2 separate regions of the Gossypium hirsutum genome follow, and region 1 is linked to region 2. A link is a contact called in public Hi-C data. All regions are on one chromosome and are shown on one strand. The core of a region is the stretch at or near the end of the contact, and the rest is flanking DNA. Distances in the headings are between cores, read along the strand shown. Region 1 holds the start of LOC107901356. Region 2 has its middle 11 kb from the start of LOC121218371.

What was found. Hi-C and Micro-C count contacts between places; a contact is called where the count stands out from the background.
Region 1: a Hi-C map of leaf shows a contact between it and region 2, with 2.2 times the contacts expected there. The contact joins the promoter of LOC107901356 here to the enhancer-like site in region 2.

The regions. Positions count from the first base shown.
Region 1 is chrD06:7,723,688-7,728,694 of Gossypium_hirsutum_v2.1, forward strand. LOC107901356 reads left to right here and starts at 3,143. Exons shown (of 3, transcript XR_005914450.1): 1 at 3,143-4,119; 2 at 4,223-4,293; 3 at 4,855-5,007.
Region 2 is chrD06:7,647,936-7,653,299 of Gossypium_hirsutum_v2.1, forward strand. No RefSeq gene overlaps it. Among protein-coding and RNA genes, the nearest start is that of LOC121218371, 11 kb to the right of the region's middle. Within about 2 kb of position 1,691, at least 2 of the 9 cell types and tissues checked have an H3K27ac peak or open chromatin away from gene starts, as enhancers often do. A contact at or near this core is called in leaf, where this site is marked.

The DNA.
Region 1 (5,007 bases), core at 1,893-4,392, 77 kb after region 2:
CCAATGTATCGTTCTATCAATGAATACATCTTTGTCTCTACTCGTGGAGTTAACTGATCCGATAGCCAAGACTAGCCATCTCCCCAATTGGAATTGTAGACAACATAATAATCCTTATCAGTGTTTGAATCAAATGCTCACTTCGATTCTTTTATATGATTACAAGCTTATTTTTAGATTATTTACTGAAGTAAGTTGCCTTTCTCGCACTGTAAACGTTTTTACAATGCAACTTGTCTTCAGTTTGAGCTTAGACAATCAATAAGTTAATATTTACTTGCACAATTTCGCTATGCATGCAAAATATAAAAGATATAATAATGAAATATAAAATCAACATTATTACTTATTCATCGTTTAAATAAATAGAAAACAGTTATATATTTATTACAATATGAACATATTTCCAAACAATTGTCTAGATGTATTCTTATATGATCATTTTCAAAATTGGTAAAACATTGGTGAGATTGAATTTAATGCCTTCGCGACAACATTTACTTCCACAATTGCTCATTTATGAGAGCTATAAAAGGTATAAAAAATTTAATCTATTAAATTAGAAAAGGAAATATCATATTCAATAGTCGAGAGCCTTTCACTTTCATATCTCAAATCTCAACCAAACAACACTGTTTTAAACAATGACTTTTGAATATTAGCTTCTAAAGGTTGATAAAAAATATTTTAGCAGCTTGATCTTGATATGCATTTCAATTTGATAGATTAAACAAGCACTTTGATATTCTGTAGTTAATAACATTTTTGTATGTATTAAAGTAAAAGATAAAAGTATTTTTTAAATGTGTTTGTCCAAATCAGCAAAATTTTTATTATATTATTTTTTTTATGTTAACGTTCACGTCAACATAAAATCAATTGGTTAAAAGGTTAGATATATTGTCGATTAAGTCTTGACTCAATTGGCATGGATATTGTTACCAATGTAGGAGGACGTAGGTTTGGATGCATTGAAGCGTATTATCCTCTTATTTATGAGTTGAAGAAGAACTATGGGTAGTACCTATCCACATTGTCACATTCAATCTCCAAAACCCTCAAGAATCTCATATTTTTTAATGAAATATTTAATCCATTGGTACAATTGTTTTAGATATCTATAACTGTAAATCGTTGTTCATATCATCAAAAATGTTAGATGTAATGATAAATGAAGCACATTATATTTTTAAAGATAAATAAAAGAAATTAATTTCAAACATTAAAAATAACCTTATGCTCTTGAACTTAAAGAAATAATCATATGCTTTATTTATTTAATTTTTATTTTTTTAAAATATCAATTAAATCCAATTGCAAAATTTAAAAACTTCATTCCTAATATATCAAATAATAACAAACACCTTGAATATTAGTCTTCATAAATACATGAAATGTACCCACAAAATCAATATCAAGTAGGAACAACTAAAGAAATACCCACAAAGTGTTAGTTTAATTTGTGAAAAAGGTTTTCTTATTAGTTTGGTCAACAGTTTACGATTCATTTAATCATTTGAAAGGCAAAACTCAAAATTAGTTAATCCGATGTAAGCTGATGTGAGACAATTCAGTAAAAAAAAAGAAACAGAAATGGACAAATTAACCAATAAAATTAGGAAAGCACTTTTTTTTCTTATTTGAGATAAATTACAATTTTTTATGTTTCTTCTTTTATTTTTATTTATTTATCTTGACTCTTGGTAGAATTTTCAAATTAAAAGTAGGATTGATAATGATGTAAAAACTTAAAACAAATTAATTTCTTTTCTAATTTTTAATATTTTGTATTGTTTATATTTTTAAAATTTTTAGACAATGATGTGATATAATTTTGGAGTATTATATCATCATACTTTAAAAAATCTGAGTTCAAGGATCAAATAAAAAAATTTGTCAAAATTTGAAACTAATATAAATAAAAAAATCAAATTCAAGAACTAAATATTATTTTAATTTTTAAATTTTTTTGATAGTTCAGAAAAGACTAACCAAGGTAAGAGTCCAGACCTAGTCATTTATTTGTTTTTAAAGAAATTTTTGCAAGTATATACAAAATATAATCAAATTTAAATATAAAATATATTCTAATAAAGCTTGCATATGATAAATTTAAGTTTATATAAATTTGGAGAAATCTCAAGTATGATAGAACTCAAAGATACAGAATTTTAATAGTAATTTATATTAAAATTTAAAAATATATAAGAATTGAATATAAGTTAAGTTTTAAATTTATATAATTTAAATTATTAATATATTAAAATACTTGTAAAATATTTACGTATATATGATTATTATAATAATATATATTCAGATCAGCCCATGTGATGAAAGCAAAGTAGAAAAAATTGGTTTAAATATGGGACCATTTGTAGTGTATAATATCTACATTACAAGGTAAATTATATCGAAGTGATGACAATTTAATGTCAATAACATTATCTGTTATCCATCTTTGGGAAGTGGAGCAGGTCCACATTACCTGTCAGATTGTCACCCAAATATGTAAGCACCAATTTCACCAAAGATATATATTATTTGTTTCCATCTAAGTGGAGGAATATGTATTGTCATCAGCCATCACATATATGGTACACATCTGATGTCAGAGTTTGCTTACACCTTCTGTTTAAACTTGGGAACTGATATATGCATTGGATTTTGATAAAAGTATGATGGAGTTTTTTTAATTAGAAATTTAATTGTATAGTGTCTTATTTATTTAGAAATCAACAATTAATTTTTTTACATTTGATTAAATAGTAAATTGGTCTTTTATTAAAAAATTTATCGTTTTCTACTGTTAAAAACTGATCCATATATGTATGTCAATATAAGTTGTACGTAACACCCTATGTGTAAACTGTCTGTATATTTTATCAATCATGCCAGTTTTAACATTAAAGATTGATAAAATTTTTAATATGAAGGACTAGTTTACTATTTGATCTAAGGTGTAAAGATTAATTTACTATTTTCTTGAGTATAAAGAATAAAATGTAATCCAATCCTTTGCTTTGCATGCCCATGTGCATGGACAATCCACATGGGCGGTTTGTTTGTTCCTTCTCTTTCTGCATAGGATAAAGATTGATGTATTAGAGTTTCTGACATATTTCCTTTCTTAATCTCCTTGCCCCACGTCTTGTTTGTTGCATGCTTCTTAGAAGGCAATAATGCGAAATGAGTTGGCAAGTAGAGTCAAGGAATTCAACAATGTTGCTTGTCTCTTTGTGGAGAAACTGGGTTTTCTTTAGCTATCCCTATCTACTTCATTTATACCTCAAAATTTAGAAACGGCAACATGGGGATGCCATGCCCATGGCTTGTCGTTATTGCAAATGGATAAAGTTGCCTAATCCAAGAAAAAGTGAAAACAATGATGTTTCTTTTACTTGCCATGTTGGATGAATTTATATGTATATTTCTTCTTTTCTTGTTTCATAGGCGGCCAAGGTGATTGCGTATGGCGATTGGTCTCATTAGAATTTCAGAGTGCATATTTGTGTGAGCAAGAGCAACTCACATTTTCCATGCCTACGGTTACCATATGGCACCATAATATTATTATTGTATTTACTTCATGAAATTAAAAGGTTTTAGTATTTATTCTTCATTTTATTGTGAGAACATGCTCTACTTTTGGGTCCCAATGATCCTACACCCTGAAGAAAAATTACCAATGAACTGTGTCATTAACATTCTCTACTTTGCTTAAAGTAAATTTCAGTGATAATTAGTTCTATAATCTGTACCCAACCGCTTGAGTTAAATCTTATTAGCATATTGAATTTTTAATAATACTGGTTAGAGGTATTTATGGGCTGCATTGGGTTGAATTGGGTTGGATTTATGTATAACATTAACATCATATTTTTGTGTTAAATTTTGGAGACGATAATGTCTTACTTTTTTTTTTTTTGTAAGACATTTTTCAATATTTTTCCTCTCCACATCCCCAGCAAAGAAAAACCCTCTTTCCCTTCCCTCTCCCCCTTCTTTGCAATTCCGACCCAATGCTTGGTGCTAGCCAACAACGCTTCTCAGTACCTGTCACCGACATTCATCTTTGATCTTCCCCTTTTCGACGACGACGTTCATCTTCCTGTCTCGAAGGTAAGAATGAAAAAAAAGAAATATCTAGCTAATGTCGTTTTTGTTGATTGATTTTTTTGAACCTTATTTGTTCTTTTCTTTCTACTCTTTTTTAACTCTTTAGCAGTTTTCTCGTTGGTCTTTTACTAGTTTCACTCATCAGCAGCTCACTCTTTTTCCTTGTTTATTTTACAGGTTAGTTTTGCTTCACCTCTAATAAACCTCATCCACTACCTTGTCTTTATCTGAATCTTTTGTTCTCGTAATTTCGATTTTAATTCTATTGCATATTTGATTGAACAGAACAATGAAAAGTTTTTCAAGGGAGTTTTCTTCTTATTCTCTTTGTTTGTATTTCTTGAAATGGCTTCTGTTGTTCATTTCTGGTTCTTTTTATTTATTTTTATTTGTATGAATGAACTCACATTTTAACTTTCCTATTATTCGTGTCCCATAATTTACATAGACTTTTAGTCTATTATGTTTGTTGAATTTCAAGATTTATGTGTAAAATTTGTGCGGCAATTCTGCATATTATTGACTTGCCATGTTCATGTATGAAATCATTTTGCTTTTGCCTAATTATAAATATTTCATATGATTTCTTTTGATGTAGTTAGCATGAATATTTTTTATGCTTGGTTTTGTGATTAATATAGAGATTCATGGTTTGGGGTCATTGTTACTTCTTTATATGCTACCTTCTTACTTCGTATATAATTGATATTCTTGTTCTTTAATTTGATAAATATTTAGGCAATCACATCAACTGGAACTAAGAAAGGTGAATTTTTGTTGGCTAATATAAGCACTGAGCTGAAGAACAAGAACATCACAACTAATGTCAAAGTTGACACTAGCTCTTACCATGGTGAGTCCAGCCTTCTTAGATATACTATCTAATTGTGA
Region 2 (5,364 bases), core at 441-2,940:
GATTATTTGATTTGAGAAAACAAAATAATTATCAACAATTAGGATGAAAATATGGTGTAAAGAAAAGAGAAAAAAATAAAAAGAGATAAATAGAAAGATGGAGGACGAATTCCATTTGGGTTTGGAAAGGAGCAAATTGAAATTCTAATTAGAAAAAAAGATAAAAAGATGGTAGAATTCTAGTTAGGAAATAATTGGGTCAATTCTTAGGGCTTGTGAACCCTAATAGCTGCATTTGTAATTTTTCTAATATTTTGCCAAAATTTGAAATTAAAATTAAAGGGAAAAAATGCTCAATCCTTATTCACTTAAGAGAGCTAATGCCTTAACCATTGGGCTATTGCCCATTACTTGTTTATTCTTTATGCTTAATCATATTGATATGTTTTTGGGGTGTTTTTGGTGAAATTATGAAATAAAAAAGAAAGAAAGGGGATCAAACTTGAGTAAACAAGGGGAAGAGTGACATGTTAACTATTAGGCTATTACCCATTCTTGTTAAGTTCTATCCCAAATAATATTTATTTTAGTGTGATTTTTATATTAGGTTGCTGAAAATTAAAAGGAAAAGAAATGAAAAAAGAGTGACTTGAATCTTAGCTTTTAAGGAGGCACCGATACCTAACCACTCAATCTATATCTTATTTCTTACTTTATTTAGTCACTCAATTGTATATATTTATTTCGAGCTCAACTTAAATATATTTTATTAGTTTACACATTTACTCAATTTTTTTTCTTATTTAACTTTATAGTTTTTAACACATTCCTATTTTAGTTTATATACAATAATTAACACTCATAGTCAAGTTTCATTATTAATATTTTAATTTATTTTACTCCTTTTCCAATTAGATCCTAACTCAATTAAAACAGTATTTTCAAATTAAATCTCGTAATCAAGTTTTGTTTTAAATTAATTAATATAGTAATATCTGATTATATTATTTTAATACTTTAATTAATTATTAATTACCTTAATTTTGGTATTCGTTTCAAACTCTCGATTTATAAATGCTCAAAGATAATTTTATAAATCGGGGCGTGACCACTTTTGGTTTTCACAAACCCAATTCTTCTAACACGATTTTTGGGGTGTGACAATTTGTTTACTAAGTTGCAACTATTTTAGTGTTATTTAAGTATAAAGACTGTTTTAAATGTATTTTCAATTTATTGGGAAACATTTATTTTAATGTTTCTAGTGTAGTTGATGTATTATTTTTTAAAATTTGTTTTTATATAAAAAATGATCTAAAAAATTTTAATACGGATGGACCGGATCAAGCTCAAATTTAATATTTTTAATCTAGACTGAACTTGGACAGAACTTTAAATTCATTTTTTTGACCCGAATAAAAAAAAATATAAAATTTTAAATCAACCGAATCCGTCGATAATGAAATTTAATCAGCACCTTCAAACAAAATTAGTTAATACGGAATACTTTGCTCCATTCAACTTTGACCTTATAATTTGACCTTATAAGCTGAGGTCCCATTCAACTTTGCTCCAGAGCTCAAGTTTTATTTTATTTAACTCTTGAGGTTTGATAAAAAGAATATTTATTTTGAATGCTTTGAAAAGTACGTTTGATGAAAATTATACTAAATTGCATTCTTATTTTTGATATTTGGAGTGTTGAAAAGGTGGTTGGCCTTTGGAGAGCGTTGAAAGATGTTAAGACAAATGAGTCCAGCTTTTAGCTAGCTACTTGGGTATTGTGGCCTCATTCGTTGTTTTTGGCCCATTCCTTACCATCTTATTTATTTTTCAGTAAAAAGTAAATTGGTCTTTTTGTTAAAAATTTCATCCATTTGTAATATTAAAAACTGACGTTAATAAAATAATCAAACAGTGACACATAGCGTGTCATATGTACCTCATAATGATGTATAGGAACTTTTTGTAGAATAATTAATTTGCTCTTTGATCTAATGTATAGGGACTAATTTGTCTGTTTTTTAGTAAAGAGGGAAAAAGCCTCTTTCATAATTTTACCCACAGACTACTTTGAAATTAAAAGTTCTCTTTTAAAAGTTCAATTCATGAATTTTTTTTTTTGGATACTTTATTATTGTTGTTGATAATAATTCAAAAGAAAATATTATTATTGTTGATAAGTATGGCAATAATTATTTTCATAATTATGTAATAAAATTATTGCTATGTAAATATAAAAGTATTTATTAAACATATTTTTCTTAAAATATTCAAAAATCCATATTTTTAAAATAATTTTTAATTTCAGAAAAATTATAATATATACTAAAATAAAAGGCTAATCCATTTCAATGGTGTTGAGAAATATTGCATTTAAATCTTGAGGCAGCCACCAATAAAATATCTCTTCTTGCAACCATAAACAAATAATTAAAATAAAAAATGAAGACCATTTCAACATTAGGATCTTTCTTCAACCACACTTTCAATCTATATAAAAAGAAGCTATTGAAACCTTCCACAATAGACACCTTTTCCTTTTCTTTTCTTTTTTACATAAAAATATTATGGGTAAATTTCAATTCTAATCCCTCCACTTTTTAGATTATAAGAATGGTTAAATTTTATTTTAATCTTCATATTTCATTCAAATTTGAGATTTAATATATATACTTTAATTTTGACATAATTTGATACTTCAACTTTTATAATGTCATTAGCTAGCCCAAATATTTTATTCTAATTAAAATAATGATGTGAATTTTTAAAAATCTTTAGCACCGTTAAAATCTTTATTATATTTAGGTCCATTACAATGTTATTTTTTTTTGTTATGTGGATATCAAGTTTTTTTTTTTCAAAATGGCACACACATTGCTAACAAATGGACCTAAAATTTTAAATCCAATAAGTAGAGAGACTAAATTCTTAAAAATAAAAATATGAAGATTAAATTTTAAATATACAAAGAGTACAAAAACTTTGAATAGATTGTAATCTTTAAATTTTTACACTATAATTTAATCAAGAAATAAATAATTAACCCAACACAAAGCGTGAGTAAAAAGTATACTACTTATAAATAACCCAACAGTGCTAAAAAAATAAAATACTATTTCAAAAAGAAGATGAAAATTAAAATAAAATTAGTTGACTCATTCTTTTTTTTTAAAAAACTTTTAATAATAATATTAATATTAATAATTCCAGAAATAAAAATGCAATAATTTTCGTTTTTCTTTTATTAATTCAAGACGTTTCGATTTTTGAAGAGTCATTTACCTTCCAATTTGGCTATTCCTTGTACCAAAAAATCGATGCTCTTTCTCTTTTATAAAGGAAAATGCTGAAACTTTATACAAAAGAGCAAACAAAACAAAAGAGGGGAGACAAAGCTAAATCTAAGGGTGGGTTTGGATAGGCGATTGGGTGCGGTGCATTTAACTTACTTTTTGTCTCACACTACAGTATCGCTACAGTATCTAATCTCACCGCTACCGCTGTTTTTACACTAACCATAGGTAAATACACCGCCGATCCAAACTCACCCTAAGTCAATGGGTTTATTCCATGCATTCGGTTCTATGTATTTCAGCTTCGAGAGACTAAGGGGAAGTATTAACACTGAAAACAGATAAGAAAATATTCAACTGAAACTCAAACTTATAATAAGATGAATAAGATAAAGTCATCCGAGCTAAATGATGAATCACTTTATTTACATCCCTCTTCATTTAAAAAAATGATAAATTAACAAAGAGTGATCAAAGATAACTACATCTTGAATAAGTTACGTAAATTTAGAGAAATCAACACTCTTTCTTGTCAAAACATCGACTACAAGAAAACAATTTGATTCAACGATCAATGACTCCAAACTCTACCTATGAAACCAAAGTAAAGCTTCTTGAATAACCTAAATTTCAGCAAGGTAAAGATACCACACACTAAATGCATGGCCTGAGAAACCTTTCACAAATCTACCATTATGGTCCCTATTGACACCATTTTTTTGATAAAACGGGTCGACTTGGATTTTAAAAAATAAAAACAAAAAAACGGGAGTCGCCACCAATCCTTTTTGATAAGGTGTGATTGGATCACCTCGAAAAGTGGTTGTTTTTAATAAACGATTCGATTTTATTAAAACAACGATTTTGGTCCACGAAATTCAAAAAAAAAAGGTTCGGGAGTCGGTTACGTACGAGGAAGGATTAGCACCCTCGAAATGCCCAAAAATTGGTACCTAGTTGATTAGTTAATATCTTAATGTCGAAAACTGAAAACTTTAAAGAGATTTAAAATACGATCCTTAAAAAACTCGAATGATATGGATTAAGATTTAAGAGGATATTTGGCTATTTGGTCCAAGGAGAAATCGAAACCCAGCACATTAGGGCACGTTTTCTCGAATTTTCGAACGCAAAACATTGCCTTATTTTGAAATTTCTAAAAGGATATTTGGCTATTTGGTCGAATGAGAAAAATCGAAACCCAGCGCATTAGGGCAGGTTTTCTCAAATTCCCAAACGCAAAACATTGCCTTACTTTGAAAATTTTAAAATTATATTTGGCTATTTGGTCGAACGAGAAAAATCGAAACCCAGCGCATTAGGGCACGTTTTCTCGAATCTCTAAACGCAAAACATTGTCTTACTTTGAATTTTTTTTAAAAGGATATTAATATGCATAACAAAATGTTAATGAATACAATAATGTGAGCACAGATAATACGAACAATAGCAACAAAGTAAAATAAAAAGGACAAAAATCAGTATCATACATGAAATGATAAGTGAATAAACAAATAGGACTACAATGCCTTTCAAAATAATAATGAACACACAGATAAATAATCATCAAATAAGACAATAACAATAATAATGAGAATAAATAAAAATAAAAGTAAAAATAAAAAAATAAAAATCTATGTATATATATAACAAAATTTGAAAATAGTAAATATATATATATATAAATAAGTAGATAATGATAATGTATATATATATGTTTATGAATATATTTAAAAAATATATATGTATACGTATATACAAATTATAAAGTTTCAAAAAATAAAAATAAATAAGAAATATATATTCATAAAAAATAGAAAATATATATAGATATATATGGACATGTATGTAAATCACAAAATACAAGAAATATGTATAAATACGTATGTATATAGATAAGTTATAAAAAATATAAATGTACATATATATTATGAAAATGTACTTATGTATATAATAATAGTAAAGATAATGATAACATTATTAAAGTTAATTAGTTTAATAGCAAAAACATAGCGAAAAGGGACTAATTTGAAACTAATGACAAAGATTCGGGGCAAAATCCAAATAAAATAAAAGAGAAAGACCATTCTGAAAACACGTGTAACGTGGAGGGATTGAAAGAGAAATT